Linked DNA regions of Mus musculus: regions 1 and 3 are each linked to region 2. A link is a contact called in public Hi-C and promoter capture Hi-C data. All regions are on one chromosome and are shown on one strand. Each heading gives the region's core, a stretch centred on a gene start, on an enhancer-like site or on the middle of the called end of the contact. The rest is flanking DNA. Distances are from core to core; before and after follow the strand shown.

Region 1 (3,157 bases), core at 173-2,672, 1.8 Mb after region 2:
AACACCCTCATTTGTTAAGCAGGCCAGTTTAGCTCTCTTCTGCTATCCTCTCTGGGCCCTTCTAGAAAAGGCAAAGGGAACGTCAGCTTCTTAAATCAAAACTACACCCTGTTGGCCCTTCTAGGAAAGGCAAAGAAAACCCCAGGTTGTTAAATCCAAAGTACATTGAGGTAGGTCACAGTATTTCTTATATAAATGGAAAAACAACTTCCCCAGAATTGTGTCATTGACTTACAGGAGAAGTAATTGTGTCTTAAAATAGCATTGCAACAGTCATTTACTAACATTGTAACAACCATTTTCTAAGCAAACACAAATTTCATTGTAGTAGGAACATACTGTTAGGGCCAGCAAGGTGGCTCAGTGGGTAAAGGCACTAGCAACCAAATCTGATGACTTAAATTCAATTCCCGGGACCTCCTGCAAGGTATGCTGCTGTGCATGTGCACACACACACACACACACACACACACACACACACACACACACAATGTGAAAATAAAAGAAAAGCCATATTGTCAATAATATATATATATATATATATATATATATATATATATATATATATATATATATATGTCATCTTTGAATTCTACTATATTTACAAAAGTGTTCCAAATCCTTAATAGGGTCTGCAAGATCATATCTCTCCAGCCTCATGTTGGCCCACTGTCCTGCAGCTCTCTCCGTTCTGGCCTTAAGGAGCATCACCAAACTCCCTGTCCTGCAAACTCTCCTGGGCAGCTTTCTTCTGCTGGACAGCTCTCTCTCAGCCTCTGTCCTGCTAATTCTCCCTCTGCTGGACAGCTCTCCCTCAGCCTCTGTCTTGGCCAACTCATCACCCACTTGCAAGTAGCATTTCCTGGCAAACCGTAAGTACTTGATAAATATGTTTTGTCCCATACAGACTGCTGAAATCCTCGGACGAGCTGTCCTTTTGGCCTCCTTGACTTCGGGAGGTGAATGTACTAGGATAATGTGCAGAAGCTGACTACAAACAAGTCACTGCACACTTTCCCAAGGGGACTGGCAATGGGAAGGCAGAGCTCCGGCTGCTATCAAGATGCCAGTAGGAACAGGCGTGGGATCAATATTGTGTGCCACCTCTGAACAAATGTTCATCACCCAAAAGCATGAGATGAATGGGAACATGTGTGCTGCCAAGGCGAGAGAGGCACAGGGTGCTCCTCTTACAACAGGAGTCCTTGGCTTAGCTCTGCAGCCAATAGCAAATGTGATATATATATATATATATATATATATATATATATGTATTTAAAAAAAAAGATCCACAAGCAAAAAACAAAGCAGACATCATTTGAATCATCTTTAGGGACTTGGTTGCCAGGTGCTAACATGGCACAGTCGGAATGTCTGGGCAAAGTGCCTAAGAGGCTGAGACAGTCTCACGCCTCTGAGACCAGCTCACCTTTGCGTTCCTCACTGACTGCTTTGCCAAGACCAGAGTCCTGATGCTCAGGACAATGTCACTGTGTGTGCTTGTCAGCCTGCTGCTCCTGGCAAACTGCAAAGGGCTTGCGCCAGAGAGCATTTTGGGCTGCTTCTCTGTCCTTTGCTCCACGGCTCTTTAGAAGCCAGGATCTAAGGACCCAGCTGGGTTTACGGTGACAGGTAAAAGATAAGCCGTTCCAGTGAACCAGACCCATGTCCCCTGGGTGGCTGGGACAAGCTTCAGTGATCTGCATGTTTCACTGTGGCATGTCAGGCCTCCTCAAAGAAGGCTTCATGCAGCCTGGGCATCAAGAACTGACACCTCCAGAGATAACTGATTTTGGATGAGGCTGGCTACATGGAAATTTGGTACATGTGCCTGCAGACAAAATATATGGTGCCTAAATTGGCCATTGTTCCATTCTGAAAGCAGAAGCTTGCTTGAGCTACTTAATACTGATTGCCAACTACACAGGATCTAGAATCACCTAGAAGAAAACACTGGACAGGTCCGTGGCGGGAATTTTCTAGATTATGTTAACTGAGGTAGGAAGACCCGCACTACATTCAGACAACACCATCGCATGAGCTCAGATCCCTGACTGCATAAAAAGACACCAGCATTCACCACCTGCTTGCTGACGGCAAATGTAGTGTGGTCTTGTACCTTGGCATTCTCACCCACCGTGATGCTTCCCCACATGATAGACTGTACCCTGAACCAGGAACCAAAACAAATCCTTCCTGGCTGAGGTCACTTCTGTAGGTATTTTGTCACAGCGATGAGAAGAGTAACTAACATACATCTCAGCCTGTGACCAGAGCCTTAGGACATGGTAGAGTGTTTGGAAGACTCCAGTCCTGCAGCAGGATTAGCATCCACCCATAGGTCCAGCACATTAGAAGCAATGGCATACCCATTACTGTGTGCCCCAGCTCGGAATTGCAGCACATATTAGAAAGGGTAGGGCTGAACGACAGGTACCAGGGGTATCTCGTTATTTGAATTTATCTATTTCAAAAATCTTCCAGGTTCTAACCCTGGATGGGACTTCATCCAGTGCTTCTTGATGCTGCTCACAAAGAAGTCTTGTTAGAGTCTGTGGCCGGCTCTGCCACTGAGCATCTGGGACAGACCGCTATATTGTCGGAACCAGGCTGGAGGTCTGAGTTGTTTTAAAGAAGCAGGCAAGAACTGAAGCGCGATGCTACTGATTTCTTTATTACCAGGCTTCAGCTCCCATGGAAAAAGAAAAAAAAAGAAAAAAAAACTGCTGCCTGCCATTTCCAAGTGCAGTGGAGTTAAACAGGTCTAGAAATGGATTCAGCAAAATGAGAAAGTTCTTACAGAGCAGAGAAGTCCAAAGGCAGGGTCAATGGTGCCCCCATGTGGGCAAATGATGTAAAGACAACAAACTGCCTTGAATGACCCAGCTGAGAATACATTCTTTAGTAGAGAAGAGGTGAGATTCACTCCTACCCCTCCACAGACCAAGACACCTAGGAAGCCAAATGCTACAAGAAGCGCTGTGTACAAAGGACAATGATTCATTTTATCATATGCAAATCCACATTTACTTCAATTTTGTGACCATTGTAATATATATACTGCACTAATAACACACACACATACTGCTCATGCAAGTAATTATACTAATTATACTATTATAATTATACTCTGTTGGTCACAAAAAAAGCAAAAGAA
Region 2 (3,481 bases), core at 755-3,254:
ACATTTGTGGATAGATAAACATCATGCCTAACTACATATTCATGAGATGAGAAACTAGAAAATACAGACAAAATATCAGAGCAGATGAAATCAAATACACCCTAGTTCCATCTTCCACTTAAAATCTGCTCTGAACATTTCATTCCCACCCCCTCTTCCCCCCCCACATACACAAATAAAATATTCCTGGAAAGAAACCCTACTGCTTTTCATTTTCTTCTAGTTCCTGGCTTCTTTGATCCTACCTGACCTACACTATATATAATATCTGGCCAGCCAATCAAAAAATATTCTTTTAATTTTACTTTTTTCTTTTCTGAATCAACAATTTCCCCTTATCCACCTTCTATCGCTGAATATTTGGGTGGGGTTTGTGTCTCTATGTGAAATACAATAATTTGAAGAGACTGTATATGTATCATTTTCATTGATTGATTTATTTCATTTCAGTACCCACAATTACATTGCCACTTGTGGTATGAATTTGCATTTTAATAAATAGTAAGTCTTAAGCCAAAAACACACATCTCTAAAGTAGCAGCTCAGGCATCAGTCAATGGGGGGGATGGATGTAGGGAACCGGTGATCCCTTTTTTGTTCTTTGAGAAATGTTAGTGACTAGACCAGCATCTGTGACCTTTTGCTCATAAAGCTGAGGGAAATTACGAGTGTTCATCGTCTTTTCCTTCCATTTCAACAAATAATATCTGATCAGATAAACTAAAACCAAAGCATTACTAAAAATTATCCATTTGTGAGGATTGACTCCAGCCATAGAAGTTTCTGTAAAACTCTTTTGATGTTTTCAAAGCGGCTGAATGGGGCCTGTGACTAAGTAGCAGTCTTTGCACTGCTGCGTTTATGTTTTGGGTTACTCTAGGTATTCTTAAATGATTATCTGTCAGAGTAATTATAAAATAGCTAAAACTAGGGAACACAACAATGGAGGTATGGGACCAGAGAGACAGCTCAGTGGTTAAGGTCATATGCTCCTCTTGCAGAGGACCCAGTCTCTACTCCCAGATGCTATGCAGAGACTGCCCATGACTTCACTTCCACTGGATCTCATGCTGTCTTCTGGCTTCTGTAGGCACCAAGCACACACATGGTAAACAGACATACATGCAAGCCAAATACTTATGCACATAAAATGTGTAGGTGTCTGATACAAATTCAGTGAGAAATATAAATTTTTGAAAATCACTCATTTCAGATTTTTTTTTTAATTTCATCAGTACTAATTTCAGGATAGTCTGCAAATTTTAGAAAAGGGCCAGGATAATATAGGAGAATGCTCTTGTTTCTTTCAGGGTGGTAGGCACAACAGAACAGATTATTTGCACAAGAAAAAGTTCATTGGAAAAGTGAATGAGTGTTAAGAGAAACAACTGCAATAATATTGACAAGCTTTAGTTCAGTTATTGTCTGACATCAGATCTCCATTACCCAGACACTTGGTAACCCAAAAGCACTTAAGTTAAATATATAAACTTTTACAAAGTCATATTATAAATCACTTGATAAATGTACAGAGTAATAGGCAGAATAGGTGTTATTGACAAAGGCTGAGAATGGATGATCAGACTTAAAATTTTCATGATGAACTATCTTTAAAAGCATAGTGTGCTCTCTCTCGAATGGGATGGCATCCTTACGTGGTTGTTTTTTGAAAACGAAAATATAGACAAACCAAAAACAATCATAAATACAATAAAAAAATTATTCCTGCCATTAAAAATGAGGACATATCACTCGTGGCACCCTGAAAAGCATTTTAAACCAAAAACCAACTTTCCAAACCTACGGATCACAGACATTTGGAGGGAGAGAGACCTAGGAAGTTGCTAACAGCTGCTGCAGCTGTGAAGCATAAACCCCACCATAAACCTTTTATAATTTATACTACTGGAGCGGCGGGGGGTTGGGGGGGGGGTGATCCTGTGCCTTTAATTTCCCTTTCTGAGCAGGGAAGGCTGCACAGCCCTGACAAGCTCACTTGTTCCTGTCTTTAATGTGCAATCTGTTTTCTCCAGCGGAGGGCACTCAGTGTATCACAAACTCGAGCATTAGCACCAACCAGCTCTGAGCACCATCAGTCTCTGGAAAGCCTTCTGAATTAGACAAGGGCTGCCTCTCAGCACAGCTACAAAACACTTTCAACCTGACCAGCTAAATGGATAAACCTAGCCTGCATAGCTTTTAAACTGGGGTCTCGTACAGCACAGGCGGCCTGCTTGCTTCAACAGCTGAAAAATCCTGAGGATGAATTGCTTTATCTGGGAATGGCAAAAGCCCGCACAATAAGGAATGCCAGGTACTCTGAGGATTTTCCTTTCCTTTTCTTTTTCTTTTTTTTTTTTTTTTCTTTTTTAATCCCTTCTCCTCTCTCTCTCTCTCTCCCTGTCTCTCTCTCTCTCCCTCTTTTTTTTCCCACAGAGAAGTTGGTTACCTCCGAGATGAGCTGTAGCTCTTTTCACAGATTGCCAATTTACTGCTAATGTGCCCCTAGTGAATTATACAATGGTCCTCAGAGCCTAGAGGCCCTCCCCCTCCGGCACCCCCCCCCCCCCGCGGCTTCCTTTTCCCTGCCCCTTCATCCCACCCCGTGCTGATTTTTTTTTTAAGTATACGTATATCTATATTATTTGTGTGTGTGTGTCTGCCTGTCCTCTCCGGGGAAGTTTACATGGGGCTACGGGCTCACATGCGGGCTCAGAATGGTTTGAATGACAGCTGCACTGTGTCATGAAGGTGGTGGTGATTTCTACAGGAGAGACCAAATAAGAAGAAAGCTGAGAGAGGGGGGCAGACGGTTTTTGGATGACAAAGGATGGGTAAGCGAACTTTTGTTGTTTTCTTCTCAGCAAAGCTGATCCTAACCCCCCGCATCCTCAGCTGGGCATTAGCTGCTAAAAGACCAGGAAACAGGCACAAAGCGGCAACCTCTACTTTACCCGTTGTCTCACTATAGTTGCTATTATATTTTTAGATCCTTTTCTTTTGGCAGTGTTTTATTTTTCTTTTCTCTCTCTCTCTCTCTCTCTCTCTCTCTCTCTTTTTAATCTATAAATGCATAGCGCGGACTTAAACACACGCTGGAGGGATAGCTTTAAGACTGTCTCTAGCGTCTGCGTATCCACAGCTTGAGAACAGGGTATGAAATAAATACCGTGTTTGCTTCTATTTCCTGATAATCTGAGCCACGCTTGGGTTCGGGTTGCCGTCAAGAAGATTGTTAACACTTGGCTATGTGGGTGCAGGGGTGGGGTCCCTACTTTATCAGAGGTGGCACCGGAGGCTTGTTTGATCTTGGAAACTGCATCCTGAATACAGCTTCCAAATTTCCAGTAGTCATTTGCCAGTTTTGTTTTTTTCAAGTGTGACTGGCTTTTTTTTTTTTTTTTTTTCCCTCCCTCTTTCTCCTGTCTGGGAGAGCTGGGTTGTATTTCAATGAGACTGAAGCTGACAAGAAAACAGAGTG
Region 3 (3,296 bases), core at 339-2,838, 1.5 Mb before region 2:
TAAAGCACAAGTCAGCAAGGCTGGGAGAGACCAACCCCCATGGGCTAATCCACCCAGACATAAAGCCAGCTCTTCCCATTGTTCCTTTTATTGCTTGGGGTTATTGTAAGGGTGCAGAGATTAATTAGCAGATTTAAAACCTTGAAAGCTTCCCCACGTAATTTTTGTCATCAGCAAACTTGGGAGAACTTAAAAAACAATGAAGGCACTAAATCATTTTAATTGCAAATTGAGCTGGTGCATTTATAGGATACTTTATTGCTTGCCTTCTGAACAGACAGCTGCCTTAATGTGTCCTTAGACACCAGGGTTCATAGCTGGCATGCTCTCATGGAGATTCTCATGTTGGTGTTCTGAAGCGGGATTTGCCAGGAGCATCCGGCCTCATCACGCACAAGCTGCTTCTGCTTTAAGGAACCCCAGCATCTGAGAGGCAGAAGGCGCTCATAAAGTATGTCGGAGCATTGCGCATGGCACAAGAAGTGTCTCCTTTTTAATAAAGAACAATTAGGATTCTGAGGTAGTACTTGCGCTACTCTTCCCACGGAGCTCTTTAATTGGGAGGATTTATTTTGCTCTCAGGTACTGCAGAGACATGCTTGCTGCCTTCAGGAAATTGTGGAACACCTGCAGAGCATGGTCCCCACAAAGCTGCATGCGGTGACAGTGAACCCAGGTGCAGAGAAATTGTCTCCCAGCTGCAGGCACACACTGTGCCCTCATCAGCGCCAGGCTGACATTCTCCACCCACTCCACCTCCATTTGCTCTGTGCTAACATTTGAATGTGCAATGACCCCGAGCCTGCCTTGAACACTTGTTCCCAGGCTGGCTCTGCTGTTGGGGAAACTTCTGAAACCTTGTTGCTGAGACTTGACAGGTGGAGGAGGGTCACAGGGGACTGAATTCTTGAATCTGACTTTCATTTGAAGCTGAGTCTTTTTTTGCCTGCTACTCCGATGCAATTGGTCGATGACGGGTTATATAATGTGATGAACCATATAACTTTAAATTCCAACCCAAAATAAGCCTCCCCTCCCTTAAGTTGTGTCTTGTCCAGTATTTGCTCACAAAACTGGCATGAGTAGCTAAGATGAGGAAGAGGTAACTTCAGAGGTTTTGTCACTCGCTTATTTAAAGACCCAAGACCCAAGCAAGTAAAAGCAGAGAGTGAAAGGCTGTACAATGTGGGGATCGTGAGTGATGTCTATAATCGGCAGTTTAACAACAAGTTGGAGACCAATGGGGCTACATGAGGCCCCGTCTCAAAAAGAGAAAGACAGAGAAGACCATACACAAACAAAATTCGGAAAGGAAGCAGTAGTGTTAGCACTCGGCAGCTGCCTTTCCTCTGATATTTATAGTCTGCTTAGACTGCATGAGATCATAATGACCGCATCCTCCTGAACTCTTGATGGGTGGGAAGCAGGCCCTTTATACTCCTTTCTGGCCCACAAGGTCATGTCTTATGCCACTTCTACTCCTTCAACCACGAACTTTCCAGATTCACAGTATTTCATCCGAGTTGATAACAATTGGAGGGGAGGGGCTGTGCCTGGCTCCCCAGTGACCAGAACCGATCATCCTGAAAGGCTCTACCTGCATGTGGTTCTTTGTGCTGTCTATGGCAGAGTTCCCTGTCTAGTTTCTGTGGAGAGGCCATGGGAACAGAGCACATGCACAACAGGGACAAAAGTACAAGAACTATCTTTAGCTCACGTCTGTCGCTGGCTCCTGTTTCTCAACTTTTGAGTGTGTGCCTGTGACTTTTAGCTGATTCTTCCAATTAATATGCAGCTTACTCATATGTTATGATGCCTGCTATTATCCAATTAAACAAAAAAAAGTCCAACTTAGGCATAGGAGATGTACTTCATAGCTGTGTTTTATGTATGAATAGTTTCATTCTGAGGAAAATAATTTGTAAGAGCTACTGTTTTAACAATGTGAGTTTCATCCTAGAATGAACTGTGCCTGCACATTTTTTCTATCGTGCACCTAAATTAATTGGTTTATTGTTAATACCAATTATGCAAAAATAATCCCTACCTTCCAAAGGTTGAAAAATGCACGGAATTGTTTAAGATAGAATTTCATAGAGAATTTTTTCTTGAATTAACTAATATGACCTTGTGTGTGCATGCCTGAATGACTTTATGCAAAACACATGCATGCCAGAGCCCATGGAGTTTATTAGATATACTTGCAATTGGAATTACAAAGAGTTTTGTGAGCCACTGTGCGAATGCTAGGTTATTTACTATACCTTGGCTCTCTGAAAGAAGAGGTAGCCCTTTTAACCATTAAATCCCATCTCCAGCTCCTGTATAGAGAAAATGTTAAACCATAAGACTTTTAGTGTTTCTCGCCATTCTTCCTCAATGTGCTTCCTGATGTCAGCCCCAAACCTCTTCTCATCTGGATTGTGTTTCTATCCAACAGTGGCTGTGCGTCTGCATTGTTGTTAAGTGTGATTACCAGCCCCCATACCACTTGTTCTTACTCTTTAAACATTAGCTCACTTAAAGTGTAAGTTACTGTCCTCTTAAAAAATAAAATCCCTAAAACAGTTTTTGCTTCACAAAAATATGACTTGGTAGCTCACCTAGGCAGTGGTTTATTTTCCTCCATGCTTCCTAGGGATCCATAGGATTGTACTTTGAACTCTCTCAGGTGTATGCTGGACACCCAATGCAAGGGATTCCTCTAGAGTTGCATCCTTCTGAAGTTTGGATGCTTATCTTCCCTATTGCTTTTAAGTCTTCGGTTCTTCACACTTACTGAGTTCTTTGTAAGTTTCCTTTACTAATAAAAAGACCTTGGGTCTCCCTTTATCTCATTTGGATAGAACTATGTCATTTGAATCACTTTTGAAATGTTTCTGTATGTTTTAAACAGAAGGGTTTACTGTTTTGTACAGTAACTCTTATACTGTGAGTTTGAGTCTGAACTATCCCTAGGAATCTGTGTTTCCCATGTTTTTCATGTGAGTTTTCCAGCTGATGATGCTATTTTTGGGATATTGGAAGCTTTAGGGCAGTCAGTATATAACATAAGGGTCACAACCCCTTTGGGGCTTGAAGAAACTTTTCACAGGGGTAACCTAAGACCACTGGAAAGCACATGTATTTGGCTTATGCTTCATAGCAATAGCAAAATTACAGTTATAAAGTAGCAACAAAAATAACTTTCTGGCATTAATATATTAGTAACTTTATGGTGTTAAAGGGCCATAGCATTAGGAAGATTGAGAACAGCTGCTCTAGGAGACATGGCATCCTGGGTGGAAGTAGATAAC

What was found. Promoter capture Hi-C pulls out the DNA fragments that hold promoters and counts their contacts. Hi-C and Micro-C count contacts between places; a contact is called where the count stands out from the background.
Region 1: a Hi-C map of forebrain shows a contact between it and region 2, with 6 times the contacts expected there. The contact joins the enhancer-like site here to the promoter of Lrrtm4 in region 2. A contact is called at or near these places in 5 of 39 promoter capture datasets (hippocampal neurons, liver and maxillary cranial neural crest), 6 of 484 Hi-C or Micro-C datasets (cerebral cortex, cortical neurons, forebrain and 1 more) and 1 of 115 datasets of contacts at active chromatin or transcription factors (forebrain).
Region 3: a contact with region 2 is called in a promoter capture Hi-C map of hippocampal neurons, with 12 times the contacts expected there. The contact joins the enhancer-like site here to the promoter of Lrrtm4 in region 2. A contact is called at or near these places in 3 of 39 promoter capture datasets (the 3T3-L1 cell line, hippocampal neurons and neural stem cells) and 5 of 484 Hi-C or Micro-C datasets (cortical neurons, forebrain and ventral hippocampal neurons).

What each region holds. Positions count from the first base shown.
Region 1 is chr6:81,814,664-81,817,820 of GRCm38.p6, forward strand. No RefSeq gene overlaps it. Among named protein-coding and RNA genes, the nearest start is that of Mir7232, 79 kb to the right of the region's middle. Within about 2 kb of position 1,423, at least 12 of the 459 cell types and tissues checked have an H3K27ac peak or open chromatin away from gene starts, as enhancers often do. A contact at or near this core is called in cortical neurons, forebrain and ventral hippocampal neurons, where this site is marked.
Region 2 is chr6:80,016,873-80,020,353 of GRCm38.p6, forward strand. Lrrtm4 (leucine rich repeat transmembrane neuronal 4) reads left to right here and starts at 2,005. Exons shown (of 3, transcript NM_001134743.1): 1 at 2,005-2,314. The coding sequence starts at 2,308.
Region 3 is chr6:78,551,848-78,555,143 of GRCm38.p6, forward strand. No RefSeq gene overlaps it. Among named protein-coding and RNA genes, the nearest start is that of Reg3g, 85 kb to the left of the region's middle. Within about 2 kb of position 1,589, at least 15 of the 459 cell types and tissues checked have an H3K27ac peak or open chromatin away from gene starts, as enhancers often do. A contact at or near this core is called in hippocampal neurons, where this site is marked.